7 separate regions of the Mus musculus genome follow, and regions 2, 3, 4, 5, 6 and 7 are each linked to region 1. A link is a contact called in public HiChIP or PLAC-seq and Micro-C data. All regions are on one chromosome and are shown on one strand. The core of a region is the stretch at or near the end of the contact, and the rest is flanking DNA. Distances in the headings are between cores, read along the strand shown.

Evidence for each region. Hi-C and Micro-C count contacts between places; a contact is called where the count stands out from the background. HiChIP or PLAC-seq counts read pairs in DNA pulled down with a chosen protein or histone mark.
Region 2: a contact with region 1 is called in an H3K27ac HiChIP or PLAC-seq map of oligodendrocyte precursor cells, with 9 times the contacts expected there. The contact joins the enhancer-like site here to the promoter of Mrm1 in region 1. A contact is called at or near these places in 14 of 39 promoter capture datasets (the 3T3-L1 cell line, the C10 cell line, cranial neural crest and 9 more), 2 of 15 datasets of contacts at CTCF or cohesin (the NIH/3T3 cell line and large pre-B cells), 2 of 484 Hi-C or Micro-C datasets (bone marrow-derived macrophages and cortical neurons), 21 of 115 datasets of contacts at active chromatin or transcription factors (the 230-238 cell line, PVALB interneurons, the SCID.adh cell line and 17 more) and 3 of 9 other capture datasets (adipose tissue, liver and macrophages).
Region 3: a contact with region 1 is called in an H3K27ac HiChIP or PLAC-seq map of trophoblast stem cells, with 5 times the contacts expected there. The contact joins the enhancer-like site here to the promoter of Mrm1 in region 1. A contact is called at or near these places in 15 of 39 promoter capture datasets (the 3T3-L1 cell line, the C10 cell line, the HPC-7 cell line and 10 more), 3 of 484 Hi-C or Micro-C datasets (cortical neurons, nephron progenitors and spermatogonial stem cells), 31 of 115 datasets of contacts at active chromatin or transcription factors (the 230-238 cell line, DN3 thymocytes, the NIH/3T3 cell line and 21 more) and 4 of 9 other capture datasets (adipose tissue, embryonic stem cells, liver and 1 more).
Region 4: an H3K4me3 HiChIP or PLAC-seq map of embryonic basal ganglia shows a contact between it and region 1, with 5 times the contacts expected there. The contact joins the enhancer-like site here to the promoter of Mrm1 in region 1. A contact is called at or near these places in 8 of 39 promoter capture datasets (cranial neural crest, embryonic stem cells, frontonasal cranial neural crest and 4 more), 2 of 484 Hi-C or Micro-C datasets (bone marrow-derived macrophages and cortical neurons), 29 of 115 datasets of contacts at active chromatin or transcription factors (the 230-238 cell line, PVALB interneurons, the SCID.adh cell line and 21 more) and 3 of 9 other capture datasets (adipose tissue, liver and macrophages).
Region 5: an H3K27ac HiChIP or PLAC-seq map of VIP interneurons shows a contact between it and region 1, with 7 times the contacts expected there. The contact joins the enhancer-like site here to the promoter of Mrm1 in region 1. A contact is called at or near these places in 7 of 39 promoter capture datasets (cranial neural crest, embryonic stem cells, frontonasal cranial neural crest and 4 more), 6 of 484 Hi-C or Micro-C datasets (bone marrow-derived macrophages, cortical neurons, embryonic stem cells and 2 more), 28 of 115 datasets of contacts at active chromatin or transcription factors (the 230-238 cell line, the SCID.adh cell line, SST interneurons and 20 more) and 3 of 9 other capture datasets (adipose tissue, liver and macrophages).
Region 6: a contact with region 1 is called in an H3K4me3 HiChIP or PLAC-seq map of bone marrow-derived macrophages, with 4 times the contacts expected there. The contact joins the enhancer-like site here to the promoter of Mrm1 in region 1. A contact is called at or near these places in 13 of 39 promoter capture datasets (3T3-L1-derived adipocytes, the C10 cell line, the HPC-7 cell line and 9 more), 2 of 484 Hi-C or Micro-C datasets (B cells and bone marrow-derived macrophages), 28 of 115 datasets of contacts at active chromatin or transcription factors (the 230-238 cell line, the NIH/3T3 cell line, the SCID.adh cell line and 18 more) and 3 of 9 other capture datasets (adipose tissue, liver and pancreatic islet).
Region 7: a contact with region 1 is called in a Micro-C map of embryonic stem cells, with 3 times the contacts expected there. The contact joins the promoter of 1700125H20Rik here to the promoter of Mrm1 in region 1. A contact is called at or near these places in 4 of 39 promoter capture datasets (the HPC-7 cell line, embryonic stem cells, fetal liver and 1 more), 8 of 484 Hi-C or Micro-C datasets (the Ba/F3 cell line and embryonic stem cells), 3 of 115 datasets of contacts at active chromatin or transcription factors (all in embryonic stem cells) and 1 of 9 other capture datasets (macrophages).

What each region holds. Positions count from the first base shown.
Region 1 is chr11:84,817,438-84,821,775 of GRCm38.p6, forward strand. Mrm1 (mitochondrial rRNA methyltransferase 1) reads right to left here and starts at 2,078. Exons shown (of 5, transcript NM_145433.1): 1 at 1,400-2,078; 2 at 1,163-1,256. The coding sequence starts at 1,935. It overlaps Dhrs11 (dehydrogenase/reductase (SDR family) member 11), which reads right to left. Exons shown (of 7, transcript NM_177564.5): 5 at 4,228-4,320; 6 at 3,966-4,031; 7 at 3,291-3,864. The coding sequence ends at 3,823.
Region 2 is chr11:84,321,678-84,326,015 of GRCm38.p6, forward strand. Acaca (acetyl-Coenzyme A carboxylase alpha) reads left to right here. Exons shown (of 54, transcript NM_133360.2): 39 at 806-952. Among named protein-coding and RNA genes, the nearest start is that of Acaca, 130 kb to the left of the region's middle. Within about 2 kb of position 2,519, at least 26 of the 459 cell types and tissues checked have an H3K27ac peak or open chromatin away from gene starts, as enhancers often do. A contact at or near this core is called in cortical neurons, embryonic basal ganglia, forebrain and 2 more, where this site is marked.
Region 3 is chr11:84,356,779-84,361,116 of GRCm38.p6, forward strand. All of the region lies in intron 43 of Acaca (acetyl-Coenzyme A carboxylase alpha), which reads left to right. Among named protein-coding and RNA genes, the nearest start is that of Aatf, 150 kb to the right of the region's middle. Within about 2 kb of position 2,198, at least 9 of the 459 cell types and tissues checked have an H3K27ac peak or open chromatin away from gene starts, as enhancers often do. A contact at or near this core is called in trophoblast stem cells, where this site is marked.
Region 4 is chr11:84,380,191-84,384,528 of GRCm38.p6, forward strand. It overlaps Acaca (acetyl-Coenzyme A carboxylase alpha), which reads left to right. Exons shown (of 54, transcript NM_133360.2): 49 at 312-489; 50 at 2,242-2,354. Among named protein-coding and RNA genes, the nearest start is that of Aatf, 130 kb to the right of the region's middle. Within about 2 kb of position 2,456, at least 10 of the 459 cell types and tissues checked have an H3K27ac peak or open chromatin away from gene starts, as enhancers often do. A contact at or near this core is called in the SCID.adh cell line, where this site is marked.
Region 5 is chr11:84,400,269-84,404,606 of GRCm38.p6, forward strand. Acaca (acetyl-Coenzyme A carboxylase alpha) reads left to right here. Exons shown (of 54, transcript NM_133360.2): 54 at 1-1,383. Among named protein-coding and RNA genes, the nearest start is that of Aatf, 110 kb to the right of the region's middle. Within about 2 kb of position 2,468, at least 9 of the 459 cell types and tissues checked have an H3K27ac peak or open chromatin away from gene starts, as enhancers often do. A contact at or near this core is called in SST interneurons and VIP interneurons, where this site is marked.
Region 6 is chr11:84,461,150-84,465,487 of GRCm38.p6, forward strand. The region is part of intron 9 of Aatf (apoptosis antagonizing transcription factor); the gene reads right to left. Among named protein-coding and RNA genes, the nearest start is that of Aatf, 50 kb to the right of the region's middle. Within about 2 kb of position 1,847, at least 2 of the 459 cell types and tissues checked have an H3K27ac peak or open chromatin away from gene starts, as enhancers often do. A contact at or near this core is called in bone marrow-derived macrophages, where this site is marked.
Region 7 is chr11:85,169,231-85,173,568 of GRCm38.p6, forward strand. 1700125H20Rik (RIKEN cDNA 1700125H20 gene) reads left to right here and starts at 1,866. Exons shown (of 6, transcript NM_028589.1): 1 at 1,866-1,997; 2 at 3,604-3,705; 3 at 3,958-4,133. The coding sequence starts at 1,947.

The sequences.
Region 1 (4,338 bases), core at 828-3,327:
ACTTTGTCTTCTTGTTTTGTTTTGTTTTTTACATGAGAGTTAAACTGCATGTAAGTGTACACACCACATGTGATCGATGCCTAGGGAGGCCAGAAGAGGGCACCAGATCCCTTGGAACTGGAGTCATAGATGGCAGTGAGCCACCACGTGGGTGCTGGGAATCCTCTGAGAGAGCAGTCGGTGCTCTTAACTGTTCCACCATTTCTCCAGCCCTACTACACGTGACTATTAAGGATTGAAATATGGCTATTCCAAATTGAGATGTATTATGTATAAGCATTTTAAAACGGGATTTAAGCCGGGCATGATGGCACACAACTTAAGGAGGTTAACACAGGAGGATTTCTGAGGGATCTGAGGCCAGCCTGGGCCACACAATAACCTGTCTCATTTTTTTTTTCACTAATATTTAAAATGTATGTTTTAATGATAATACTTGTGGTATATTGGATACAATCATGTTTCTTTTTAGTTTTCTAGATTTGTTGTTGTCTTGTTTTGTTAAGACTGGGTAGCCCAGACTGGACTTGAAATAAACGATCTTCCTGTGTCCACCTCTTAAAAGCTGGAATTATAGATATGTGTCATCACGCCTGCATGGTTACTGGAAAAATCTGAAATTAGACATATGGCTTGAATATAAGTTTATCAGGCAGCTTTCTTCAGCCTCTTTTCAAGGTTATTTTCTCACTGAGGGATGAGGGTGGGGACAGGGGAAGGATAGAGGGTGGAGGGACTGCCAAATGCGGGGCAATGCTGCCCCCTAGAGTCTAGCTAGGAAACACACAGCTAAAGAACACTAAAGCTCGCCCCTTGGAAAGCCTTGTTTAAATCGCTTTGAAGTTGAGCTTCCGGGTACCCACGACTCCAGTCCACCAGCTCCCTGGAGTACTGCTGAAGTCCCACGGTTGTCAGACATTGACTTGCCGACACAGGTGGCCATGGCGTGTAGTAAATGAGACGAGGAAATCCCTAACTTCAGACGATGCTCTATTTAAAAGGCCCTGGGATCTTTCCTGGTGGGACTTAGAAGGTCGTAGGAATCAATGCCACCACGTCCCTTCTCTTCCTCCTCCCCCAATCCACTGCGTTGGAGATAGCTTTAACATCCCTAACTAGAGTCATCGCCTCCGCCTCTTCTTCCCCTCTCGCCCCATTTTACCTGCAAAAAACCGGGCAGGTCAGGAGTGGCGAACACGTCCATCACCTCCATAGCCCCAGCGCTGGCCTTGCTGACTACTGGAGTAAGCGGACAGCTGCAAAGGATCCCCACGATCCGTGTTAAAACCAGAAAATCTCTAGCCCCGCGCCCTACACACCCCGGGGCTCCCCGCCCAGTGCTTAGGAGCTTGGCTCCGCCTCCAGATTGGGCGTAAACTGAATTAAGGGACGTCCGTGCCTGTTTCTCTGGCTGGTGATGACTCTGTCTACGCCGAGGAAGTGAGCGGAGCGCATCACAGCCCCAAGATTGCGGGGATCCTGGAGCCCCTCAAGGACGAGCCACAGCTGCTGAGGGTCGTCGCCTGAGCTCGTGTCTGCCGCCTCATCGCAAGGCCGGGGTCGCAGCGGGCTCACCTCCATGCACACGCCCTGGTGCACTTGGTAGCCGCACAAGGCATCCAGTTTCTGACGCCTGGGCCTCAAGACAGGGATGCCCCGAGCCTCGGCCACCCGGAGCAGCTCGGCTCGCTCCCCCTGCAGCCCAGCCTTACCGGCCTGGAGCAGGAGCCGGGCCACGCGCCGACGGGCAGCCCGCAAGGCCAGGAGGCATGGGGACAAGCCAAATAGACGTTCCAGCCGCTGGGCCGGCGCCAGGTCATCCAGAAGCAAGCGACTCAGCTCCTCCCCGCCAGGCCGTTCCCCGCGCCGAGCCACCGAGGAGAAATGGCGGGCAATCAGGCGACTGAAGCACCCGACCGTCCAGAGTCGCCGCATTGCTCCAGCAGCGCCCGAGACTCCACTGACAGACAGCTGGGGAGGACCCGTTGACCTCCCACACTTCGTCCCCTCACAAGGACTGCCCACAACCTGACCCTCGAGCCAAGACAGTCACCTCCCAGCCTCCCACGTGGGTCCCCAGCTTCCGGGTTCTGGAGGCCCAGCCCCCTGTCCGATGACGCACATGTGCGCTTGGCGGCAACCACGTCTCCACTGCACCCCCTACAGGAGTGAGTCGCACTGCCTCCGCTGACGCAGGCGAGCCTAGAGGCTGTGCTGGTGCTGAGCTAACCTTGGACTGCTCCCGGGTGAAGGAAGAAGTTAGAAGGCGTTCACCTGCTCGTCCTCAAAGACCACCGCATGTCAGTGGTTTGGCCATCTGTTCAATCCTCAGTCTTGGAGCCATCCTACATCCTGGCACAATGTCATAGTTGGGACTTTCTCCCAGAAGCATATCCTGTCAGACCCTCAGCACCAGCCAGCAGAACCCCTAGAATATTTCCCATCTCCCGAAAGCCCCAACGAGCCTACGGTATTTCTGCTGACAAGCAGCCGATGCCCTTGGCCCATGGTAATTCTACGACTTCCTTGCTCACTGCCCAGACTGGCTCTTTTCAGCCTAGTCTTTTAAAATATCTTTTTAAACCTTTTCCCTTTTCCTAATGATTCCTTTTTTTTTTTAATGTGCATTGTTGTTTTGCCTGCATGTACATCTATGAAGGTGTTGGATCCCCAAGAACTGAAGTTACAGTTGTGGGTGCTGGGAATTGTACCAGGGTTCTCTGGAAGAGCAGCCAGTGCTCTTAACATTTGAGCCATTTCTCCAGCCCCCACCCCCTCTTTTTTAAAATCAATGTCTCACTAAGCAGCCCTCATGGATGGCCTGAAACTCGTTGTGTAGCCCAGGCTGGCCTCAAATCCACAGAGGTCTCCCTGCTTCTGCTTCTCAAATGTTGGGATTAAAGGTGTGCAATAGTATTAGTATACCTGGCTCCAACTTATTTTTCAAAATTCTTTCACATGTGCGGGCATATTGTTTGTCCGTGTGGCTGTGCACCACATGTGTGCCTGGTGGCCCAGCGAGAGAGAGGAGGATGTAGGACTCCCTGGGACTGGAATCAACATGGGTCCTCTAGAGCAGCAGTGGATGTACTTAATTATGTATTTTGGGGACATTTGTATCCTTGGCTCCTATGGCTGGCCTGGAACTAACCATCTCCTGTGCCCACTCCAGAAGTGATGTTCCGAATCTACCCACCTTCCTAGCTACCTGGAAGGAATTCTGAGACACCAACCACACTGATCACCAGGAAGGGGGGAAAAAACTGAAAGATACTTCTGAAGGTAGAGTAGGTTGTAATCTCTCTCTTTAATTGTTACAGTGAAATGTAGTAGGAGACAGACCCTGATACTCTGTAGCCGTGGTAAGGACCCCAGGGTGAGGGCCAAAACTTGGCTGGAGAGCTGGGGGGGGGGGAGGCAGGAGGGTTGGGAAGGGAACCTGGAACCCTGGACAACCACACAGGTAAAAGATGAGGTCTCTGCTGCTCCAACCCTAAGGGGTGGGGGGTAGGGTGTAAGAGGATAGAGCAATGCCCCTTCTAGGTACATCCCTTTCCTAGGTCAAAAGGAAGAGGCACAGGAGAGCAAAGGTTACGGAGCCCCAAGAGGACTCAGAAGAAGTTAGATAGAACAGTCGAGATTCTGTCTTCTCTTCCCGGCCCAGTTTTTCACATTTGTAATGGGAATAGTCTGACAAGCTGTCTATCCCTTAGTGGGGTGGACATAGAAAGTAAGCTGCAGAGTCCAGAAATCAACACCTAAAATCCAGAGGCAGGAGGCGAGCCGTGAAGGGTGGAGAAGGTAGGATCTCCCCACAGAACACTAGGTCACCTGCTCTGTGGGCCTCATCTGGATGTCACCAACCTGTGGAGAGCGGAGGGTTTGAGGCAGCCACCTGCTTAGATACTCCCTGCTGGGCACGGTTAAGCTCTTGCTAGTGGGTAGGCAGCCAAGACCATACTTACCTGAACATGTGGGGGTGTGCTAAGAACGTAGATGACAGCCTCAGCCACGTCCTCTGGTCTGAGACACTGAAAGCAGGGGTGGGGGGTTGTTGAGACAAGAGTAGACCTGACCCTGACCTAAGTTCCTTCCCCGCCTCTGAGGGACTCTAACATCCATCTGCATTCCCATCCCAGCCCTCCAGGAGTGACAAGCACAGCAGAGGGTACAGTTTGAGGGAACTTAAGGACTGAGTGGCTTTCATAGGCCCAGAAGGAGACCCACCTTTATGTGTTCATAGGTGGCAGCTGCTTCCCCCGGGTCCTTGTCATGGAGTTTGAAGGCGAACTGTGTCTCTACCAAGCCTGGAGAGATACACTGGGCCAACAGAGGTCC
Region 2 (4,338 bases), core at 1,269-3,768, 500 kb before region 1:
AATGCTTTTATAAATGCAGAGGTATGCATTTATTCTCAAATTTGAGGATTAATTGATCTGTATTTATAGTCGTACCCATCTTAACTAATTTCCATGTGTGGCCCTATCACTATGAAAAGTACTGACGGGATCTTCCCTTGACCTGCAGTAGAAGCCTGGTCCTGGCTTCCCTGGGCTTGCTTGTACTAGCAGAATATCCTGCCTGCTTTTTAACAGCAATCTTCTGTTGTCAGGTTTCACTAGGATCCCCACCTTCCAGCACTTGGGTACACATACTTCTAAAATGAAATATTCTTTATTTGGTTTTATTTCTTTTGTTTTGTTTTGCTTGCTTTTTAAGACTCACTGTAGCCTTGGCTGGCCTAGAACTGGCTATGTAGTATGTAGACCAAGCTGGTCTAGAACTCTCAGAGATGAGCTTGCTTCAACCTCTCGAGTACTGAGGCAGAGATTAAAGACATGAGGCACCACACCTGGCTGATGCGGTTTGAGATTTTATTTTACTCTCCCTGCGATTGTGTTAGGGTTTTGTATGTGGTAGTGCTCCACTGCTTTTTCAGCTTCATTCAGGAGTTTGACTTTGTTAGATAAGTACCTGACTTTTGACCTACTAAAAATGCTCTAAAAATGGTTCCAAGTATATATTTGCTGAGAGTGAAGGTTGGAGCATTTAGTCCAAGGCTCACACTCTCCCTAGAGCTCTTGGAAAAGAAAGCAGAGTCAGAGTGACTGAGTGTGACAGTGATTTTTATTCCTGTTGAAATGTTAATTGTCACTGATAAGTCAAACTTCTTTCTTCCACTAGTCACTCATCAAACTCTGGGAGTCCATGTCCACCCAAGCATTTCTTCCTTCGCCTCCTTTGCCTTCCGACATCCTGACGTATACTGAACTGGTGTTGGATGATCAAGGCCAGCTGGTCCATATGAACAGACTTCCAGGAGGAAATGAGGCAAGTAGATAAACCCTTGTCCCCTTCCGGGTCTGCGTCCACTAGGACCAACCTGCTGTGAGAGCTGGCATTACACAGTAGGATCTAAGACTCAAGTGGGGATCAGGGCAGTGTTTCGGGTAGATTTCCTCAGAGAGAGAATGGACCAAATCAAAGAGATTACTGTGAAATTCTTAGATACGATAATGGTATTACAATTGTGCTTTTTAAAAAGGGGTATTTTCTGATGGGCTTACATACTTTAAAGAATACTAATGTTTTGGTTTTGCTTCAAAATAGAAGTGAAGGTAGGAATGTAAGTGGGACAAGATTGTGAGTGGATAATTGAAGATACATGAGAACAGATTATTTTTGTTACAAAAATTTGGAATTTTGAGATCTTTAGGTTGCTTTTTTTATACTTCAGTTATTAGGTTTGGTGATATTGTGAGCATGGTAAAGAAGTTCTTCCTAAATGGCTCAGTCAGAGCCAATGGTTTAAAAGAAAGAAGCACAAAGCCTGTTTGGTTGGTTGGTTGGTTTTTTTTTGTTTGTTTATTTTTGAGCTAAGATCTCATTCACTACATTTGCCTAGGTGGCCTGGCACTCACACATAGACCATGCTGGTTTTAAACTCTGCTTGCCTTCTGAGTGCTGGGACTAGAGACGTGTGCTACCACACCTGCCCGATTTTGATAGTTATTAAAAACTTAAAAGTTGGGTAGAAAGGGACAGGGAAAGATTCTGGAATGACTTGGGGAGAAAAATAATATCAAAATATATTTAAATTTTAAAAATAATAAATATATTAATAAAGTATTAGCTTTTGAAAATAAAATAACACATTTCTAGTCATGTGCTGTGTCACACACCAGCATTTGGAAACTGAGGTAGGAAAATTAGTTCAACGTTAACCTAGGCTATATGACTCCCTGTCTTAAAACAAACAGAAAGCATTTTCTAAGATTCATAACCCTCCTCATATAGTACCAAATAATAATGACACAAAGATCTATTCTTGTGTGTCCCTTCATCTCCATGTAGTAAGAGTCATAAGATTTTGATTATGCTTTTAAGGTACAATTGTAGCGATGACAAAAATTTTAACACACCTAAAAGTGCAGATTTTTTTTTTTAAAAATCACAGATTCAGATAATTCCTAGCTAAATTTATTTCTTAAAATAATCTTTATCTGGGTGTTGACTATAAGCAAGCTACCTGATCACTGGAGATACTATGTGAATTTTTTCCATTATGTTCAGTATCTTATTTTTTGGTTCTTTGGAAATAGGGTTTCTCTATGTAGCTCTGGCTGTCCTAGAGCTCACTTTGTAGAATACACTGGCCTTGAACTCTGTCTCTGCTATGATTAAAGGCATGTGCCACCAAGCCCAGCTTCTGTATCCTTTTCTAAAATATTCGTTTTCTGTATAAGGTTTATGGCTTTTTAGAATAGGCAGCAAGAGCAGGTGATTTAGTTCTAGGATGGAGACAAGCACTAGACCAGATGGAGAGGCTTAGAGTAGTAGAGATCTTCCAATCCGGTGCCTCAACAAATGGCAGGAAGATGGGGTGGAAGTGCAGCTGTTGCCGAGAGTAAATGCATATCATCGACACACAAAGCTGAAGCAGAGCTCTGTATCTACTGTATGGCTTCTGCTCACAAGCCCCTCAGCAGGAAAGAAAAGCTTCGTTGTGTTAGTCTGCAATTTTGATTCATTGAATAGCTATTGAGGAATAGAAAGTGCCCTTGTGAACATGAGGCTGAGAGTAAAACAGTTTTAACTAATGTAATTAAAACACTAAATGAGATTTTTTTTTTTTAAGCCACGTGAAATGCTAGCTGCAGTGCTGAGTGAAACCTCTTGCCATGATCTTTCTTCTCCTGCTTTCTCTCTGTTCTCATTCTGTGTTTGAGTGAATGGAGACTGGGGGAATAGTGAAGTCCCAGAGGGACAGAGCTCTGTTCTTGCTGAAATTACAAGCACAGAGCTGCCTGGGCATGAACATGTAGTGTTTACTCTGCCAGTATGAATACAAATAGTCTTATTATACGGAACTCTGTACCCAAAGACCACACACACACACACACACGAACAAAAAAAAAAAAATTAAAGATTTTTTTTAACCCCTTTAAGACCTAACAAACCTTAGGATAAAAGGAGCGGCTACTGCATAAAGGGAGTAGCAGTGTACACTGGCAACCATGGGTTTTCCTTCGCCCAGTAGTTTTGAAATCAGAATGCTAACAGCATTTGTGAAGCTAGCCATTGCTCTGTATCACCTTCTCATCATTCTGTCTTCCCTTTCTTAGTTACATGTTCTCTTTTTTTTCTCTTCTTCTTTTTCTTAGATGATTGACTAGGATTGAGCCTACATGTTAGCTTGCTGTTTCTGAGCCTGAGAATTCAGGAAGAGTGAGGCCGATGTTCTTTTGTGAACAGTCAATAACCAGGGTGGCTGGTGAGGTCAGTGACCTTAGCTAGATTGTGCGACATGGCAAGACAGGAATGAGGCTAAGGTATTAGAAGCAAGCTCTGCTGCCAGTAGCTTGGACATACAATGGAGTGTGTCCTTCGAGAGACCAGTCTAAGGATGGAGTTTCAGCATTTGACTCTGAAGGACAGCTAGCTGTAAGATGACGAGGATCACTAGGTGTCACTAGGATCTATCTCCTCCTGCTGAGCCCACTTTTATCAGGGAACGTTGACTTTCCACTACTGCAGTTTAATTTTCTTTGGCCAAAGAGACAAGTTTGTCATGAGCCTAGCACTCTACATATTACCTGAAAAATGATAGGAGAGAACAAAGAGAGCTCCTTCTGGTGGGATGTGGAGCAAACCTGTCCTTTGCCAAAGAGAATGGGCATCAGAACAAAGCCACGAGGAACAGTTTTATTTAAAAAGGAATAAAAACAAAATGACCTGTTAATGTTGTGAAAGCCAAGGCTCAATGTAAATGCATTGATGCTACGTCACATTAAATCATACTGTAATAGAGTGACGGCTCTACCAGGTCATCATTGTGGGAGATAGTGAATTACCTTGAAGTATTGGAGTGTCTGTGTTTAAAAGCCAGCACATGGATTCCTGAATAGTTTTTCCGTGAATTGAGATGCTCCTCCCCACAGCCAGAGGCAGAAAGCATGCACTTAGTAGACCATTGTTACCTTGTTGGTCAGCCTGTCTTCCCCTCTTTCTTCCTAGGATGGTAAATAGGTAAAAGGTGATAGGACCAGAACTTGGACCAATTCAGTTCCATTTAGTTTTAGGTAACCTGTTTGCTGCTTGAGGAAGATATTGGCTATTTCAGCAGAGATGTGACCTGAGTTCTGAACACTTGTACCTGTGCTAAGAGCACAAGAAATAGCTTTTCTGGCTGTGTTAGCTTACTCCTTCCTGTTTTC
Region 3 (4,338 bases), core at 948-3,447, 460 kb before region 1:
TGGCTGCTGTGAGCTCTAGCACTGGGGCATTTTACCATTTGCCTCAAGTACCAGTCTATTTAGAAAAGCCACGAGGTAACTAAAAAACATTTTTTAAAAATCTATGAGAAACATGTATTTGGTAAAAGAGAATCCAGAATATATAAAGAATTTTCAGAACTCAATAAGAAAACAGCCTAATAGTTAAATACATGGGCAAGAAATTTGAGTAGACTCTGCATGAAAGAAGATGTTTAAAGATGGGAGATAAGTGTATGCAATTATGTCTGTCACTCCTCATTAAGGAAATTAAAGCCACAGTTTCACAGCACTACATTCTTTCCCTATATGATGCAGCTTCTTGTTGTTGGTTTATGGTGATGGCAGTCAAACTCACAGTCTGATACATGCTAGGTAAGTGCTCTAAATCTGTGCTATATCCCAGCTCTAGGAAAAACCAAAATAAGTATTTTTAATGATAATTTACAAAATTCCAAATGCTGATATGAATTGGGGTAGCTAGAACTCTGTCCACTATTGAATGAAATGAGAAGTGGTATCAATACTTTGAAATCTGTGGTTTGGTTTCTGTTTCTTTTACTAAGTTAGCTATACACTTACCATACAATCCTGTTTCCAAATGTTCGTGGCAGCTTTCTTCCTAGTCTCTCCCCAAACTGACAGCCTAGATGTCTACCAACTGACAAACACTAACTGAGTCATGGCACCCCTCTGTGAAAAGGAAGTACCTACACTTGGACTGTATGAATGAATGTGATGCACTCCATATGATAACCAAAAGAAGCTAGGCCCTGAATGCTGTATACTCTGTGAATCTCATTGTATGCCACCTTAACAAAAGGCCAAGCAGTCAGAGCAGAAATGAGATCACTGGCTGTTTGGAGTAGGCAGAGGGGCCAGAGGAGCGTGACGATAATGTTCCCATGTCGTTACTGTGTACGGGATGTGACTGGATGTGTTTGTCAGTGTCATAGAATTTTATACCATAAATTGGATACTTTTGTTATATTTAAATAATCTCTCAATAAGGTAGACTCTTGTCTGCCCTCTTGATTTTCTTTTGAGTTGGGGCCTCACAGAGTGGAAGCTGACCATAAACTCCTGACTCTCCTGTCTCCAGTTCCCAAGTGCTGGGATCACAGGCATGAGTCACCACACCTGGCTCTAAACCAGACTTTATTTAAAATGCTAAGTATTTCCATTTGGAATTGATTTATTGTCAGTACTTTCATGTCTCTAGCTAAATGAGTAGTTAGCTGATGGATCTCTGGGATGAGTGATTTCTTTTGGCAGGCAGCTCTCTATTCGGAAGGCTATGCCTTTTCTCTCACATTTGACAGGCAAACTATCTATGGTTCTTCTTTATTCGTTTACATTAATAGTATCTTCCACTGCACCTGGTGAGTTTGTGCTTGTGCTCTCAGTGAGCAAAGCTCTTGCAGTGCTTTTTCTGCTCTGTATCTCAGTGTCTTTGTGGCTAAATACTTTCCTATCAGGGAATGATGGCACACACCTGCCCTAGGAGGCCAGGATAAGATGGTCAGCTTGAGGCCATCCTGAGCTATACACGTAGCAAGACACTTGTTTTAAAATACATTTAAAACAAAACCAGTCTTTTCCTGACACTGGTAGCAACAGTCTCTTTGCCTAAGATTATTCTTCAGCAAACTTGATCACATCAGAATTTGTTTCTTATTGAGAGATTTTTGAGTCTTGCCAAGGGGATTATCTTGACTCAAACTATGGCTCAAATCCCCTCTGCCTGCGAGTGTGTATCACTGAGCGTCCTCTCTGCCCCCAAGCCTAATCCACCAGCTGTGGGCTAGCTCTCTAGTTTGCCAGTGCCAGCCGTGACAACAACAGTATAGAAAGGAGTGTAACCCTTTAGCTGTGTATTTGGTAACATTGTCACAGAGGCATTGTCTCTGACTCCCAAGAAATTTAATTCCACTCACCCTTGGATATATTCCTGGTGAAACATTTACACAGTAATATGTGCAGCACCACTTAGAAATGTTAATTGGAGATTGAATTACTTGTCAGCTTTTAAAAATGTAGTTCTCTGGGGTCAAGGAGGATGTTAGGAGGAGAAGTGCTGTTACGGTTTTCCCCTTCCCTCTCTCCCCTCAGCCCTTTCTTCTTGCCCGTCCTCCCTCTTGTCCCTTTATACCACTCTTTCCCCACTGCCATCTCATCTGTCTGTCTGTCTATCTGCCCTCCCCATCCTTTATCCATACCATCCCAGAGTGACGTTAATACCAGAGTCATGTGTGAGATCCAGTGATGATGATTGCTCAGTAGATTTACCCTCTGGAGAATGGAAATACCATAAGAGGATTGCAGCGAGAACTCCGCTTGTGTAGCCTGATTCTCAGAGTCGAAGGAATTTTGTGTTCCCTGCTTCCTAAAGTAGAAGATGCCCTGACTCTCCAAGGATTGTTAAAAAGGGAAGAAAGGTGCAGATTTCCTTTTTTATCATGATCAATATTCACCATTATTATTTTCCATCTTATCACGTGATTGGCAAATATTTACATGTAACTAAATGTTCCAAAACTAATATACGTTCCCATATAATATTCCAAAAAATATGTATATTAGGATAAAATCAATATTTTAGAAACTGGTCCAGGTTGCATCTGTGATATGTGGAAATTTCAGTGCTGTGCTGACAAATATCCTTACAAGAAAATACTGCACTCATTCAGTATTACACAGTGATTTCATTTGCACAAATGCTCACAGTGCTCTGCCACTTCAGTCAAACGTTTGGAGCACTGGGGAAAGAAAAAATGTGTTTATCTTGATCTCCAAAAAGGGATTTAAGGGTGAGAGCAGGCGGTATATTAGACTGTTTTCATTGCCTGTCAGCTGTGGTAAACCTGAGCTGTCTACAGTGTCTCTGGATAAGCAGCAACAGTGGCCTTAGTATGTTTGACTGCATTCATTTATACCCTTAGGCATCTCAGCATTTCTGCAGACGCTATAGCACCTTTGGTGAAACCTTTAACAATTGCGTCTCTACTAACTGGCTTTCATGAGATACTTTAATTCTTAGGTCTACCAGCTACAATAAGTGGAGGGTTCATTGAAGCTTAAGTATATAGCCAGACGAGGTGACAATCTTCTTACCTCTCGATTTGGCCCTTTACTTCTGTGGTCTGGGCACTTTGAAGCAGAGAGCCCTGGGATCGTGCTCTTCTTGTTATTTCATGGATCTGCTTTGACCACTTAGGGCTATAAACTGCAAAGGCAGCCTCAGGAGTGCACTTTTGGATGTCTCTTGTGTGTCAGTGCTGGTAAATTTTTGTTAGGAATAAATTAGAGGACTGGCCACATGACTCAGCGGGTAAGAGCACTGGCTGCTCTTCCAAAGGTCCTGAGTTCAAATCCCAGCAACCACATGGTGGCTCACAACCATGGTGGCTACAGTGTACTTATGTATAATAATAAATAAATCTTTGGGCCAGAGCAAACAGTGACTGAGCAGGGCCAACTGGAGCGAGCAGAAGTCCTAAAAATTCAATTCTCAACAACTGCGTGATGACTCACAACCATCTGTACAGCTACAGTGCACTCACATACCTAAAATAAATAAATAAATCTTTTTTAAAAAAGAAATAAATTAGAAGTTTGTATCATATAGTAGCAAATGTGAGGAGAATGATTCAGGAACCAGAACATTGCAAGGAACTTGACAATACAGAAATGTCTGGCCAGGTTTCAGTGGGTGACAAGTGAGGCGTACCTACTTAATGAATATATGATGATGGTGAGGGCTGTTGACCCACAGCTTCCTTCAAGGGTCGGTAGGCCACCATACTTATCTTTCTGGTAGCCAGGGAGGACTTGTTTGGCTGTCCCTGCATTATCATTTCAGAATTGGGCAGAATAGAGTCTGTCCTAGTGCAGATTGTGCTGCCTTGGTTATAGCTTTTGTCAAGAAGTATCCTAAAATCACTAAACCCACCTGAGTCAACAATGCCCCTATAAATCAGGAGCTATAGTGTGAGCCTTCATCTCACTGGTTGGTGCTGGTAGGCAGCTGAGGATAGTCCAGGCTACTGGTTTTTCTTGATTGTTGAGTGACTGTGATTGTTGCTGTCACTCTATAGTTAAGGAAATGGGCTTCATTTCTGTTTCCATCACTACCCTACCCCCATCTCCCAAGTTAATACCAGTCAGATTGGGCTCTTTGGGTGCTCTGTAACTCTGTCCTGTGATTTCTCTTTTATTAACAAATTAAATGCATCTTCTCAGGTGATAAGCATTTGTTAGCACAGAAATAATGTTTTCAGCTATGGGGAGGAACCCCTAGGGTTTCTTTGGGACCCAGAG
Region 4 (4,338 bases), core at 1,206-3,705, 440 kb before region 1:
ATGCAGGGATGATATAAAATGGATATTTAATCGTGGGCTTTGCATACTGTGTCTTGTGAAAGATTGCATTTCTGTCGTGTGCTTTTGAAGCTCCTCTGAAATCTTGAGTGGGGTATAGGTGGAGGCTTCAATCACTCTAGCCTTTGGGATGTCCACAGAACCTGTGGTGGCTGGAACCCTAACACCTGTCACTTCTCCCATGAGCAACCTCCTCATCGAAACAGAAAGTCTGTTTTCTGCATGTCCCATAACGTGAAAGCTCTGCTTTGAGGAGAAGTTTGATTGTTTCTAATTTGTTTCATTCTCCATAGATATGTATGACCAAGTGCTCAAGTTTGGCGCTTACATTGTGGATGGCTTGCGGGAATGTTCCCAGCCTGTAATGGTTTACATCCCGCCCCAGGCTGAGCTTCGGGGTGGTTCTTGGGTTGTGATCGACCCCACCATCAACCCTCGGCACATGGAGATGTACGCTGACCGAGAAAGCAGGTACCATGTCTTCTCTATTGCATTCCATGCCTTCAAGGACCCTCTGGCTGTTGCTGCCCCCACCCCCAGAACATTACAGTCACGACAACTTCATTTTAATTTGTCCATTCCTAAAAGACTCCAAGGTGAGGAAAATAGGCTTTCTAAATAGTGTCTGCTGGCACAAGGAAACCAGGCTAGAGTCAGCTTTTCTCAGTCTAGGCCCCATCCCAGATTATTTTACTACAAAGTCCTCTTACAACCTCGGAAAGATTCTCCCTTCCCATTCTCTATTTGGATAAGGATCTTAACAATCTCTTTTTGGGGCAAAAAGGAGCTTAAAGGAAGACTCAAATGTAACCAGAACTTTTTTTTTTTAATATTTTTTATTAGGTATTTTCCTCATTTAGTAACCAGAACTTTTAAAGGTGTGTGTGTCTTTATTTATTAAGATTTCTTTTTATTTATATGTATATGCATTTGTCTTTGAGCATGTATGCCATGTGTGGGGGCTATCATTAGAGGTCAGATTCCGAAACTGGAGTTAGGTAATTGTAATCCACTCTGGATGCTGGGAACCAAAGGCAGTTCTTCTGGGAGAGCAGCAAGCATTCTTAACCACTGAGCCATCTCTCCAGCCCAGTTCTGGAGTTTAATCCACTAATTGTAGATAAATTTGGAGTGGTCTTTGCTCTTCTGGGATTGTCTCTCCTGTTAATGAGCTCACCTACACTCTGTGACTCCAGACCAAAGTTGCCCCCTTCTGTTGGAGTACAGGGGCATCACTCTGACATTCCAAGAGGCTAAAGAACTATGTTTGTAAATCACCCCACTGCCAAAAAGAGACAAAACTGCAGAGAAGCCCAGATCTGTAAGAAAGTAGCTCTTGAAATTTAACAAATTGAGCCAAGCCTCCTCTCATGTGTTTGCAGTGCTTGTCTGAAACCATCAGCATCATTGTCCAAGTGCATTACTGCATCCCCTCATTTTATTGGAACACCCGCCTCTATCTCCCCAAATTTTAGCCTTCTACTCCAAGAGCTACTTAGGAAAGAAAGTACAGTAGTTTCACTTTTGAATCCCTAAGCTGATGCTCTACACCAACAAGTCTCTTATTTTTAAGCCCTAAGCTATCCTCTGATAGCATCCTGCCCAGTGCTATGGAAGTTAGCAAAGTGAAGGCCTTGGAATTCCTTACAGAGAATGTTAACAATATTCTGACACCAGAAACCCTTCTGTAAACACCTTTTTAAAGTCCATTAAGAAATACCTATCTAATGCCTCTCAGCCTGGCCTAAATTGTGTGCTTCCAGAAATACGTTAACAGCTGTGGTACAGGACAGTCATTACCAACACTACGGCCTACCCTATACACACACCCACTTGTACAGCCCAAGTACTAGAGGTGGTTTCTCTGCCAGGGTGCCTACCTTTTGGGATTTTTTTTTGTTTTTGTTGTGTTTTTCTGGAAAACAAAAAGGTGCTGCCTGTCACCTTTTATCAGCTGTCAGTGGTGGAATCTGTATTCTCTCTTTGAAACTGAAATCTACTGGTGTGGTAATGAGAATTATTTTAATTGCTTTATGCTAGGCCTCTCTTATACCTCACTTTGATACATCTTAGGTGCCTGTTTTTTACCAGGGGTAACTTCTGGGAACCATGGGTGACCAAAACAGTAATGAACCTATTTCCTGTTCCACAAATTATAACTGGCCTAATTCTGTGTCTTCTTTCCTCTAAAGTTCACTGTTTTGTTTTCTTTTTTGCATTCAGGGGATCTGTTCTGGAGCCAGAAGGGACAGTAGAAATCAAATTCCGTAAAAAGGATCTGGTGAAAACCATGCGTCGGGTAGATCCAGTTTACATCCGCTTGGCTGAGCGATTGGGTACGTCTGCTTGTCCTGGCAAATCAATGAGCCATTCAGCTGATTTGTAATGAGTGCATTCGTAGGTCAGGAAAGGAGGCACTGAAGCATGTGATCAAATTCACGATGATCTTTATTTACCGTCCACTGTATGGTAAGAGCCCTGGTAGAATGAAATAGTGCGATAGGATAGAAGGTGGGCACTGAAAAGAAAAGTCACGTGCTTTTTCCTTAAAGGGCAAATAGCCCACTTACTGAGCGATGTTCTCGTAGAGTATCATTAGCTAGAAGTTGCTTTGGAAGGCAGGCTAATCAGGTGGAGAATGTCTGTGACTTAAATGTTTCTTATTTCTGCTGTCTCTTTGGACAGCCTGTCTCATGTCTGGAGGGGTGTGAATCAGTGTTACATTATAGAAAAGCTGGTCTCTACCCAGTGTTCTTGGGGTTAGTACACTACAAAAAATGGAAGTAAAGATTGTGCACTCTATGCCTCCAAACAGTGGCTGCAGCAGCCATACCCTGGGAGCATTTGCACACCATGCATCCAGCCAGTGCCCTGTTGCTCATTTGTCTCCAAGCTCTTGGAAGGCACTTGTGATTAGAGCGTGAGGCTAAACTGTGAGAGCCCTGTGAAGGCTCTGGTTCCTTTAAAACACCAAGCAGTCTTCTCCCATCCAGCTGCTTGCCGTGTCAGTGAGGATTGTTTAAGATTTGTTTTGTTGTGGTTTTGTTTTTCTAAAGGAATAGAAAGGTTAAGTTTAAAAAGCAGTACAGCCTAGTGAATGGGCAGAGCAGAAAGATGCTAGCTCATTTATGTTCTAAGGAACAGATTAATAAAATACAGTTTTGGATTCTATTATCTTCAGCATGTAGGATGAGAAAAGCTCTCCAGAGTGCCTGTAGCGAGGAGTCTGAGCAGGTGAAGTCTGGCCCAGGTTGCTTGCCAAAAGTGGTGACTTGAGCCACAGTGATCCCTGTTTGTACCCCATTGTTAGCTGTCAGCTAGCAGCAACCACAAACCAACCCAGCCATAGCCTGACCCTTTCTGGGGAAGAGGTACATACAAAAGGAAACTGGCAGGAGTTGTTCTAAAATCTACTACCACCAGATTTGTTGAGGTGATTTTTTTCCTTTCTTTTCCAAACAGGATAATTACTTCTGACCAACCCCATACACTTTAATTAAAGTGACTGCAGCCCAAGAGCAAGTTACTTACAACTGTACGCAGGAAGCTCTAAAAGCTTCAGCTGCTGATAAGCATCTCACTTAAGGTGGTTCATAATTGCTCCAGCATCCAGTGACGGTCGCTGCTGTTTTTACCAATAATTCTGTACAAAGGCAGCAATGCCACAACTGTAGGACACAAACAATTGCCTAATTTTCTTTCATTTTTTTTCCTCTTTTTTTTTTCTTTTTTTTTTTTTTTTTCTCCTGGTTTTCTTTCTGGCCAATTTAAAATTTGTCAAAGTCGGTCTTCTTCTGGATCACTGCCCTTTGATATTTCGCGCACTCCATTTGCCACAAACAAGCCGCAGGGCCGCAGTTCATGCTGACTCTAGCAGAAGCAGAGAGAGCCCCATTTATCTTGCACTGCCTGCTGAATTCCTACTCATTAACTGGGGGTTCACTGCCTCTTTTTAACCCCCCAATGGCTGTTATCATCCTTTTGAGTAACAGGATGGTAGAAGGAGGGATCCTCTCCACATCTGTTTGCAGAAGGCCTGGGTAGTGAGGGGTGTGGGGCCAGCGTGTCCTTCTCTTCACAGGGGTGGTGTTGTGCCCAGCCCCATCCAGCACCTTAACTGTAGGAACATGTGCCATGGGAAGGGAAAGATCCCCAAGTGATGGCCACTTAAGCATTTTCTATAAGCCATCTCATTATCAATTTCCTATTCGTGATGAGGAAAATCATATTTATTTAACCTTGACCAAATAATGGCACTCAAAAAAGAATCTCTACCGAGCACTAAGGAGGCAGAGGCAGGCAGATCCCCGAGTTCAAGGA
Region 5 (4,338 bases), core at 1,218-3,717, 420 kb before region 1:
CAGGCTCAAAACCAGATCATGTCATTGTTCCTGGTCAAACACACTCAACCACCTCAGTGGCGTCTCAGTATCCCTGGGGAGACGGTCACCCTGCCACCACCTTATCACTATGTAATCACATAGTGACTATACCTAGGAGCTAAAGGCCTGTGCATAAGGGCCCTAGCCTCTGCGGGTGGATGGAGACAGGCAGGCAGTGCAGGAGCCTGAGGTGGCTAAGAGGAGGCTCTTTTCTGTTGGTGATAGGGGAAGAGTACTTCAAAACAGGAGAAGTCTCTTCTGGGGACAGGTTGTCACTATGGGGCCATGCCTATTCCTGGCAGAAGGTATGGCGGGTCACCCACCTGATGACACCTGTGCTTTCAGCACCAGAAACTGGCCTTCTTGATGTTAGGAGGCTTCCAGGGAACAAGAATTCACCTGCCCTTAAGATACCTTACAGTTCAGTCTCGGTGCTGGTGTTTCCAGACTTCTGGGCCCTATGTGGCCAGCAACACGGCTTCCTCAGGGGTGGCCTGAAAAGTTTAACTACCCATTTGTCCAAGAAAGCAGCTGATGGTTCAGCATTTGTGTTCATAAAGCAAGAATGAAGATGATCATAACTCGTATAACATCCAGTTTCAACTTTATGACTAATACATCTGTCGCTGAAGATCGAGAAGGAAAAAGATACCTGCCACAGAAACCATTCAAGTGAGTACTTCAGTCTGAGCCTTAACCTGGATTCCACGAAAAGAGCTGACCTCCCCTTCAGGAGCACCTCAAGCAGATATTCCAGAGGACCTTCTCAATGGTGCCACATTGCAAGTGGACATCCAAGGGACTATAGATGCAAGTTGCCCCACCCCCACAAGCCCTGGTGGAAGGAACAGGAGGGCCAGAGCTGGATCAGGTGGGGAGCATCCTTAGTCCAGAAGGAAGCTCCCTGGCCCCTGGTTCCCTGCTTACCTGGTAGGTAAGGATGGGATTTATCTCTGGCCTCCACTTTTGCTACAGCACGTCCAATCCCACACCCCCGGTGGTATGAAAGCTGCTTTCCTGGAGAGGTGGAGTGGGCTGGGCTTGTATAAGTCCCTTTTCCCTGCTGCCCCATCCCCGGGACCGGGCCGTCTCAATACGGAGAAGTCAGAGCCACGGCACATGGGCAGTGTGATGGTACCACAGCCCATTACACATGCAGGGTTACTGAGGAGGAGGGTGAATGATGTATTGACCCAGACTGGCTTGAACTGAGATTGCCATATTATCTGTCCACTTGTTCACAAAGCAGCCTTCACACGTGTCAGTGAGAGTTCGATGGACACACACGCCAGCGAGCAGGGGCTTCAGTCCAATGCACTCTTCTCACGTTTTGTTGAAATAAACCTCCACATTTGTAGAAGAGCCACCGTTTGTCATTTCAACTCATGCCCGCAGCCACCCATTATCTGGTCCCACTTTCAGCAGAACTACAGGGGCCAGAGAAGGGACAAACCCCTCCTTGGCTCTACAGTGCCAGCTAGCCTTTGTCTCCTGAAATTGCTAAGAATGAACAGGGTAAGAGCAGGACAGCTTTGTCCAGTGCTGGCCTTGGCCTGCCCTATGTTCTGACACTACCAGTATTCCAGATCCTTCCAGCTAAATACAAGTTCTCTAGGGGTGTTTTCCCATAGAGTGTTCTACTATAGAATTTTTACTGCCAAGATCCAGGTGGGAGTCCTGACAAGTCACTCCCCCAAAGGAGAATTAGTTTAGGGTAGGGACAAGAAAGACCTTAGGAAGAAGGAATTCAGCCTGTTTGTGGGTACCAGCTCCAGAGTCCCAGCCCAGAGAAAAGCCACCCAAAAATCTTTGAAACCCTGAACCGTGCTCCCTGCCAGTACACAGGACTCCACTGTCCTCAGCATTATGAGTTCTGGGACCACCCCATCCTTGAGGATGTTTTTTAGGCTTTCTGGGTTCTAAAGTCTGAGCACTTAGAGCACTAGGGGGCAGGAAAGTCATGATTATGTGTCCTTGACTCTCCCTCCCCCACTTCCTCAGAACAAGCTCTGTGCCCCACCCCCATCCCCAGGAACGGAGGCAGCAAAGCAGGGTAGTAGGGGGTCTTGGATTATTAAGTTCGGTTTTGTTTTGGGGGAATTGTTTCTAAGCAGGGGGTAATCCTTTTTATGAATAACATATTAAGATATATTAGCTCCCTTAAGTCAGTGTTCTAGAAAGAGGAGCAAGAAGAGAAGCTTGAGCCGGGCTTTGGGGCCCATGCTTATAATCTAGCGTTCAAGGGGTTGAGGATTGTGAGATCTAGGCCACCCTGGTCTATAGATGAGCCTGTGTCAAAGCAAGAAGTAGAGGGATACAGAATCCTCATGAGAACTGCTTCCCTGCCTGCAGCTGCACCCTTTGAACAGGGATCTGCGTCAGCACAGAAACCTGCTCTGCAGCTGAGGGGCCAGGGTATGGGCTTTCAGCAGACCCGGAGCTTAGCTAGCACCACTCTGTGCTGCTAAGATAGGCTCTCACTGCCTGCAGTCCCCCTGGGGAGGCCCAAATGAGCATGAGTACACAGACAACTAAGACTGGAAGCCTCTTGTCAGAACGAAGTGTTGGTGTCTGCAGTTATTAATGGCCACTGGGACACCACTGGTATCAGACCAGAAGCCAGCTGCTCCTGATATCTGAATGTGTGGGAAGGTTTAGACTAGGGCCTGCACAAAAAGAAAAGGAAAAAAAGGAGCACTGTCCTGGGTACCACAAAATCTGAGTCCAAGCTCACCTCCCGTGTGTATGTGTGGTCCCTGGGCAGGGACTGAAAATAATACTAGACCGACAGCTATTTTCTATACTCCAAGAAGGCATCTAAGCTGTCTTTGTGTCTACTGGGGAGTTTCTCTGATCCTGGACATAACTGGCTGCCTTGTGGCTGAAAACCCGTACTGGTATTAGGACAGCTTCATAAACTCAGTACTCTAGTAAGCTGTGTCTCTCGAAAGAAGGTGCCCTGCAGTTGGTGAGAAAGTAGAATAATGGCGCCCCCACCCCAGGAAGATAGGAAGCCAGAGCAGGCTCCACTGGGTAGTGGACAGGCTAGATCTTAGTCAGTGGGGCTGAATGACTCGATTACTCTAGAGGAAGCAGGGAGGTTGCTAGAGATGAGGAGAGACTGAAACCACACAAAAAGCTCAGGCTTGGAACTAGGAAAAGGCTAACAGCATTCTGCCTGGACTTTCTGGCTCTTTGATAGTCATTTCACAGAAAGAACTGTGGCACACACCTCTTAGGTGTGTTACACCTTTAATCCCAGCAATCTGGAGGCAGAACAAGAAGTTCACAGGAATTCCAAGCCAGGCTAGGGCCATAGCAAGACCCTGCCCCAAAACTGGACCAGGTGAGTCTCCCAAGCTGGGCTCTTCATTTCCATCCCTGGGAAAGCTTCCGACACCTTGCCTGCACAGTGTGGATTGTAACAGCTTTCCCAGAGTCTAGATACCACGAATCCATTGCCGGATATTACTAGCAAGTTCTCAGAGCAGTTGTTTTTCTTATTTTGTGTGTGAGTGAAGGTTCAAGGGTGCCACAGTGTCTGTGTGTGTGTGTGTGTGTGTGTGTGTGTATGTGTGTGTGTGTGTGTGTGTGTGTGTGTGTGTAGATGAGAAGACACCGTGGGTTCAGGGGATCATCAAATATAGGGCATTAAGCTATGTGACAAGCACTTTTACCCACTGAGCCATCTTACCATCCCTACCTGTTCATTTCTTAGAAAACTAGGGATCCATCATGACTCAGAAGTACCTTTCTCATAGGACACTGTCAGAGAATTATTCCTCAGGGTCCAGGGATCCTCTAGGCTTTGAGTAGACATGAATGCTGAGCAGAAGTGACACCAAGCCCTGCAGCATCTGGGCAGAAGGTGCCACTGAGCCTGGCTACCTTCATAGAAGGGCTCAGGGGCCTCTGGAGTGAGGCTGGCTTTCCCTGGGATGCAAGAGAAAAGAAAGAAGAGAGCCCATTGATTTCACCTAGTCCTAAAATCATTCTAACCTGGAATCCTGGATGAAGCTGAAGTCCAAATAACATTCCATACCCAGTGGCATTGGCAGTAACAGTAGTAACTGGTAAGCATGCAGGGAAGACCAGTGCCCAGCTAGGCTGGCCAGACAGTTGTCAGAATGGGAAGTGAGACAGCCACAGGAGGCCTGGCTATGCTCTCTGTACATCCACTCAGAATAAACACACAGACAGACAACAGAGGAGGACCTGGCTCACAAGATCTGCCCAAATTGCTGGCTGGCCAATAGGCACAGGGCAGTTTTAGGAAGCTCAGCTTCAGAGTTATTGAAAAATGGAAGAGGGTGGGAA
Region 6 (4,338 bases), core at 597-3,096, 360 kb before region 1:
TTAAATAAAGATGTCAGCCACCTGTCTACTTAGTTTAGGTGGCTGGTACATAACCAGAACTCAGAGAATATTTGCTCCTAAACCATTAAGAATTCAGGTTCACCAAGAAAAATCTACCTGGGCAAACAAAAGAAAACCCTAAGTAGTGGTACTACAGGTACTACAGGTAGGTAACCCATCTTTTTTTAAAAATGTCACAAAGGAGTACATGAAAATGATACATAGGTACTTAGGACATTTCTGAATAACCATGCTTCATGCTCACTTGATGTTTTGTGAAATTGTCTTTAGGGATGACTTTTGAAAGTAGACAGACCGAATGCAAACCAACTCCATTCAAAAGTGAAAACTCACACTGCTTTTCTGCATTAGACCACAGGTCTTTCATAAAGTTCCCACTGGCAGGTACATCAGGCCTTCAGTAATCCAGCTTCCATACAAACCAGTATCAAAACTACAAAGCTAATTTTTTCATTAGAATTTTTAAGTAACAGGAGTTCAATAAATCATTTGCCTTCTAAAGAAAAAAAATTACTTTCTAACAACATATTTCTCCCAGTTCTAAAAAAAAAAAAAAAAAAAAAAGAAGAAGCTTATTTATTTACAAACTGAAAACCATAAAGCTATAATTTTTATGGCTAAAAAATGAAATATTTAAGAAACAAGGGTACACAGAAAGAACAAAATTGGGCTGGCAAGATGGCTCAGCAGGTAAGAGCACTGACTGCTCTTCCAAAGGTCCTGAGTTCAAATTCCAGCAACCACATGGTGGCTCACAACCACCCGTAATGAGATCTGATGCCCTCTTCTGTTGTGTCTGAAGTCAGCTACAGTGTACTTATGTATAATAATAAATAAATGTTTGGGCCAGAGCAAGCAGAGACTGAGTGAGCAGAGTTGATCAGAATGAGTAGGGCTGACCAGAGCAAGCAGAGGTCCTAAAATTCAATTCCCAACAACCACATGAAGGCTCACAACCATCTGTATAGCTACAGTGTATTCACATAAATAAATAAATAAAAGGGGGGTGGGGGAGAAAAGAAAAGAATGAACAAACAAAATTTGATCTAGGCAGCCTAGAGATTGAGGCTAATGTTGCCATTTGTCGTGTGTGTGTGTGTGTGTGTGTGTGTGTGTGTGTGTGTGTGTGTGTGTTTAGGACATTATTTAAGTTTTCAAACTTTTTAAGTCTTTCAGCTCTAAAACTGCTAAGCCTGAAAGTTGGCAAGATGGCGAGTGGGTGATGGTGCTTGCCACCAAGCCCAAAGACCTGAGTTCACATGCACACACATATACTCACCCACCTAAGTATGTGCATACTCATTCACACACAAAAATAAATAAGTGAATAAATAAAGGAATTTTTTTAAATGAAAGGACTGGGCTGGCAAGATAGCCCAGGGGTAAAGTGTATGCTGCCAAGGCAAGCCTAATGATCAGGATTTCATCCGAGAGGAGATGAGGGAGGGAAGAGAGAACTGACTCCTGTGAGTTGTCCTCTGACCTCCACATGTGCACCAAGCATATAAACTCACACTATAGCTGCACACAGATACAAAGCAAACAGATAAATGCAATAGAAATTTAAATTATAGGGTTAAATTATAATCCAAACACTGGAGAGGCTGAGGAAGGAGGCTCAGAGGTCCAGGCTAGCCTGGGCTACACAGTGAGACTATGCCTAAATAAATAAATAAATAAATAAATGAAATAGCTCAGTGTTAGGTAAGGGCACTTGGCTATTTAGGAAGTTTAGGAGGCACTTTTGCTAGAGGAAGTAGATCACTGGGGGAGGGCTTTGAAAATATATAGCCTTGCAGTATTTCCAGTTTGCTCTGCTCCGTTCTTGCAACTGAGGATGTGGTCTCTCAGGTTCCTGCTCTGTCTGTCTGCTGACATGACTCCCTTGGTATGATGGACTCTTGCTCTGGAAACAGAAACTCAAAATAAACTCTTTCTTCTATAAGTTGCTTTCAGTCATTGTTCTATCACAGCAAAACCAAAAAATAATTAATACAAATATAATTTGAAAAAGTCATTTAGGGACACGCAAACTGTATATGCCCCAGTACAGGGGAACGCCAGGGCCAAAAAAAATGGGAATGAGTGGGTAGGGAAGTGGGGGGGAGGTTATGGGGGACTTTTGGGATAGCATTGGAAATGTAATTGAGGAAAATATGTAATAAAAATAAATAAATTTAAAAAAATAAATAAATTTAAGAAAAAAATTAAAAAAAATAAAAAAAAGAAAAAGTCATTTAGAAAAATAAATAAAAATTAAGCCAGAATGGTAGAACATATCTTTAATGCTAACTCTCTGGGGCTGGAGAGATAAGATGGCTCAGCGGTTAAGAGCACTGACTGCTCTTCCAGAGGTCCTGAGTTCAATTCCTAGCAACCACATAGTGGCTCACAACCATCTGTAACAGGATCTGATGCACTCTTCTGGAGTGTCTGAAGATATTGACAGTGTACTCACATATATAAAATAATAAATCTTTTTTTAAAAATCCTAGCACTCTAAAAGAAGAGAAAGAATCTTTGTGAGTTCTAGGCCAACCTGGTCTACATAGTGAGCTCAGGATAGGCAGGACAAAATACATAGAGAAACCCTGTCTCAAATAAATGGATGGATGGATGGATGGATGGATGGATGGATGAGATTTATGATGATATCCCTTAGAACCATCATTTTTGTATATATAAATACGTAAGTCTGTGTGTGTGTGTACACCTGTACTATTAATAAAGTAGGCATGCTTTTAAAGTTCAAGGACCATTAGAAAACAAAGAATGAGAGTAAAACTGAATGTGTGTGAGCAGGTGGGGAGTCTCTGACCCTATACATCTTTCTCTGCAGTTAGGCCATTTACACAGCCTCATAATACCTGAATTAATCAAGTAAGCCTTTAAACCCTTACAATGGAACATTAAAATTCAATGTGGCTATAATCTCGTCTTTACAAAACATGGACCCAAAGAGTTTAGCCTCAAGTATGTTAAAAAGGTGTGTGTGTGTGTGTGTGTGTGTGTGTGTGTGGCGCGCGCGTGCAAGGGCGAGTGGGCGTGTGAAATGTATTATATTCACCATCTACCTCATCCACATGACCATATTTTAAAAAGACAAAAGAGGAAAAAATAAAAGAAACTCACAGTCCTATTGTAACACACTGTACCCCTTCTCAATGCAACACTTAGCTCAGGCTCACTACCCTGACAAATAAGGAAAGCACTTTATGAAGCCAATTTAATTGGGAGGTGACAGAAAACATACAGCCATTTTCTTTAGCCTTATCATTGAATTGGCTTCAGTTCCAATCTCTGGCAAATCCCACTCAACAGAAGAAATTAACCAGGTCAGCAGAACAGGTGCTACGCTGTGTCTGTCAAGGGCCTGGCATCACCACAATTACTTGCACACAATGAAGCAGTAATCTTTACAGATCATCTCTTCCAAGCAGCATATTGGGGGGGGGGGGGAGCTGAAGGGAGGAGATGGGGGGAGGAAAGGGGCAGTGAGCAGAAGAGGGCTAAGAAGCAATGGGAAAAGGCAAGAAAAGAAAATGAATGTGCAGCTGCCTTGCAGCTCAGCAGATGTCAGGATGTGATGTACGAGGCTAGGATAAGCTGTCGTAGCCTGCTGCCAAGGAGTGGTAAGTGATTAAAGCTTGCACAGTTCTAAGCACCATATTTAGAATCAGTGGGGTTTCAAGACTTGCACCCGTGCCTCGCTGTGCCGCCAGATGTTGGCAACTGGTCCAGTTCCTACTGAGTGTGCAAGGATGGCAGCAGTTGGTACAGAAGCAAAGCAATCTGGAATGCTTCCGGAGACGCTGTACATTAACAAGTGTCACCCATCATTCACCTTTACAGAAGGCTGAAACAACTCCAATTTGCTGCCACTTCCCTCCTGGGAAACAGCCAAGATAAAGTTGTGCCTGGCAGCCCCATTTGTTTCACTCAGGTGTTTCAGCTGCCTTGCTGACCTCTATTTAGTTTAAGTTTTAATTTAGATTAACCTTGGCACCCCAATTAACCAGCAAGGGGAAAAGCTAAGATGTGACTAGTCATAACTCTGAAATCAGAATTTATTGAAGTTAAAATTATTAATTGGAATAAAGGACCAATCAAGTAATGATATTTCTTAAAAAGGCCTTCAGAATCAAAATAAATAAATAAAAAATAAAAAGAGAAGACAAAGAAATAAGGAAGGAAATATGTTGAAGGCTCCATGGTCTTGCCAGTGGAACCAGCTGCTCTGCAGCAATTTCAGCTTTACCTTCTTCAGTCTCTTTAACTCACAATGCACTTTTATCCCAGCCACGAACACTTCAATTA
Region 7 (4,338 bases), core at 616-3,115, 350 kb after region 1:
ATTCTGCGTGATAAGAAAGCACTCTGCCAACTATCCCCCTCCTAGTTTGTCCTCCCACTCCAGTCTTTCCACTGTCTCTTCATAATACATTTTTAAGTTTTGTTTTTTGAGACAAAATTGTGCTGTGTTGTCCAGACTGGCCTTGACCTTACAACAGTCCTAGGTCTTGTGCCTTCCTGGACACGACTATTACAAGGTCCCGCCCTGGCCAGCTTAGCAGCAGGACAGAGGAAGCAGAATGAGGGCCATCCCCTGGGGGCTTTTGGAGCATATACTCCAACACCTTTTTAGTGCATATTCAAAAACGGAACCGTGTGCACATGCTGCTGCTCTCAGCTCAGGAGCTTTAGGCGTAGAATAGCACTTGGACACGGGGGACAGATATGTGACATAACATTTTATTTATCCTAGTGACATCTTCAGAATGCCACTATTGTCAATTTTTTTCTCCTTAAGGCTCTCCCCAGGATGGACAGAGGTAATGCATGTTCTACATTTTCAAACACATTGTTTACTGACAATTTTATAGAGTGTCTAGGAGGCTTTCTTTTGCCTTCCTCTTACCAACATGGTTGTCCTTAGCTGTGAAATAATCCTCAGGGAGCAGGTCTTCCAAAGTGAAGCAGAGAAGTAGGGACTTTGATTGTCCCCATCTCCTCTCCACAATTTGCTAAACATAATAGTACAGAGAATAGTTTATTTCTGGACAGAAAAGGAACTCGCCCCAAACCCCAGGGTCTCCTGGCCTGTCCAGCCTTGGAGCTGGTAAGAGCTGCCATGTCCTGACCTGTGAGGCTAGATGGACAGAGGGAAGTTCTATTGGCTGACCCAGAGGCCACCAAAGAATAGGGAGAACATGATCAAACTGAGCGACATCCAAGAGGCCCTGGAGATGGAACCCAGCGTTCCAGGGGAAACATGGCTTAAATGGATAAACTGCAGCTGCAACGGTCTTTTACACCGGGCAACTCGCTACGCTAGCTGGGGAAAGACACGAGGGGGCGCTGGTGCCCTGCTAGGGACAAAGCTTGTCCTGACCGAGCGGCTGAGCACCCATCAGCCGGAACCATGCCTGCAGCTCAAGACACTGCTGATAAGTGTTTGCTCGGTCGCCCCGGCCTCCCGCTGGCATGCTGGAGAAGCCAGAGCACTCCGAATCCAACCAAAAGCCTTACTTCTGTTTCAGTGGCCACTGACTTAAGGCAAGTGATAGGACCTCGGCTACCCAGGCTCATTATGAAACAGGGTCACTACTTGGCACCTACTCCCAGGAAGGTTTTGGTGAGATTAATGAAATACATGCCAGCTGGTACTTTTGTAAGTGCCCTTAAAGCAACCCAAACATCACTCCACACAATCATTTATTAACTAGATGGCTACAGGGCGCTAGCAGTGTATTTCAGTAGAGATTTATTATATTCCATTCTCTCTTTCAGCACACCTTTTAGTCCTTTGTTCTGGAAAAGACTGTTACAACTCTCCCCTCCCCGCCCCCGCGCCCCCAATACACACACTTTCTCTCTCAATAAGCCTCCGGAATAACTGCGGAGTGGTGTCCATCCAGGAAAATTACTTCAGAAACTTTACCGAGGTTTAAAATCAATAGCTTCTGGCCAGAGGTGTGCCATTTGGTCCTAGTCAGCTGTAAGCACTGACACACAACCCCCCCAAAAAAAAGTGGGGTGGGGGGGACAGCACACGTGGCTCACTGACTTACCTAGTCCAGATCCCAGCTGAAGGAGATAGTTGGCTGCCACCCTGAGGCATGAGTGAACAGGGTAGAGAGGGGCCTGAGCTCTGTGTTGGCAGTTGCCATGGTTTTGCTCCGAGTTCTGGAGCCAACCTGCCCACTACCTGGGGCACTCAGGTCACAGAAGCAGTAAGTTAGAAGTCTGTGGGGAACCTGAGACTGTGCTATCCTGGTGTCTGCCCACCCAGCTGTTGAGATGGAAGCCTCAGATTGGCAAGGGGGTGAAGGAGACAAGCCACTAGAGAAGGTGAAGTGAGGCTGGGATGTGAGGGAACCAGGGAAGGGCTGGTTTTGGAAAGCCACGAACATGAAATTCAAGGAAGGAGACAAGATGAGAAAATGGTGGAGTATGTGGGTTGGCAAAAGCCCCAAAGAACAAGAGAACACAATTCCTTCAGACAGTTGGGCCAGGGTGTAGCTCAGGAGTAGAGAGCTTGCCTGCCCTAGTCCTGGGTTTGACTCCCCAGAGCCGCAAAGCAGGGGTAAGCAAGTAGGAAACGTGTTTATCAAAGCTGTGTTTCTGTCAAGACAGTGAGAAGTCCCATTTGATCATTAGTTATAAAGGGTTACCCATGTCCATGTGAGCACACGTATGTGTTACGGTCTCTGTTCAGTTATGTGCTGTGTTTATGGAGTTAGCCAAAGTCCCCCACTCTCTACAGTTGGGGGGAACCTGTCCTGTACCTACTTTACCTAGCTTCCCTTCAGAGTGCTCTGAGTGTGGCTCTTCCTCTCCTGAACTCCAACGGCAAGTAATCCAATTGTTCTGAGAGGCTTTGAAAATGTGAGTTTAACCCTAGCACTTAGGAGGCAGAGGCAGATGGAGCTCTGTGAATTCAAGACCAGCCTGGTCTACAGAGTGAGTTCCAGGACGGCTAGGGCTGCACAGAGAAAGTGGTTTCATTGTTTGGGGGAGGAAAAAAAGCAAGCAAACAAAAAATCCTAAACAACAAACAAAAATCCCAAAACACAAGCAAACAAAAATGAAAAAAGACAAGAAACTTTAAGTTTCAAACCCAGTTAACACCAGTCTAATAATCCTGTGCTAAATCAGTAATATTTCAGACCCTTTGTCACCACTAGTTTTCAGTTCCCTTTGCTTCACTTTGTGTCACAAGTCCCTTGTTACCACCACCACCCTTTACCGGGTGCCCTTCATGCATGCCATGATGCTAACATTTAGAGATGCATAGACATTGGCCTGGCACCTCGGTATGTCCAAATGAAAGGAGACATGGGCCGGGCATGGTGGTACACACCTTTAATCCCAGCACTCAGGAGGCAAAGGCAGGCAGATCTCTGAGTTCGAGGCCAGCCTGATCTACAGAGTGAGTTCCAGGACAGCCAGGGCTACACAGAGAAACTGTGTCTCAAAAAACCAAAAAAAAAAAAAAAAAAAAAAAAAAAAAAAAAAAAAAAAAAGAAGAAGAAGAAGAAGAAAAGAAAGGAAACATGGTTGTTGCCCATCCCCCTGAGGAGTCACAGAATTCTTTCTGTGCCTGGGAGTTCTCAGTTATAACCAGAGGAAATGGTAGCTAACCTCACAGTCTTTGTGGGAAAAGAAAATTAGTAAATGTTTATCAAGAGCTTTACAATGTTTCTCAGTATAGCCAAGAATAATTATGAAAGAAATAGGTAAAATATTTTAGGTTTTCCAAGGAGAGGTTTTCAAAGATGGGGTCTTTTGGGCCAGACTCACTGACCTGGCAATGTTTTGAGAGAGGGAGGGAGAGAGAGAGAGAGAGAGAGAGATCATAGGGAAAATAAAGAAGGCCTTGGTTGTCATTTGCCAGTATCTGCCCAGCACTGGTCCTCAGGCCCAAGCCCCTCTCTGACTGTGCCCCTCCTTCCAGGTGGGGAGCGTTCCCTGTTTAGAGAGGAGCTCCAGCACCGTGCCCACGGGAGATGCTCTGGTCCGTCATGCCAAGGGCCTGAGCCAGGATACCTTCAAAATTGTAAGGAGCCAGCCTGAAACCTTGTCCCCCTAGCCTGGGAGGGATCAGGAGGCTTCTGACCCTCCTCTCCCACCACCTGATCTGTCACAGTCAGGATGGAAATGGGGAGGGGACCCACTGGAGCCTTGTGAGCACACAGCCCTTTGTGGTCCATTAAGAACTGTAGTCAGGCCAACTTGTCAGGCACTGGGGTCTGTCCACCTGCCTTTCCTCCACACCCCTCAGCCCCTCACCTTGCCTGTGACCTCTCAGTGTAAAGAATACCTGAGGCCTCTGAAGAAGTTCCTTCGAAAGTTGAACCTGCCCAAGGACCTTCCCCAGAAGAAAAGGATAAAGTATACGAAGCAGAGCCTTGAGGCCCTAGGGGGCCATATTAACACCTTTCTGCAGCATTATTGCCGAGCCTGGGAGATCAAGCACTGGAAAAAGTAGGCAGCTTCCTAGCCTTATCCCACCTCCATTCAAGATTATGCTATTGTCAAGATTCTCCAGGCATGAAGAGGGTTAAGATCCTGGGAGATAGCTGATGTTTAAAAAATAGGTCCCTCTAGCCGTCAGGATAGCACTGATTGTACCTTAGCTGTACACACAGTAGACAAAAGCCGTTCCCAAGAACCTCCAGGTGCCTCAGTG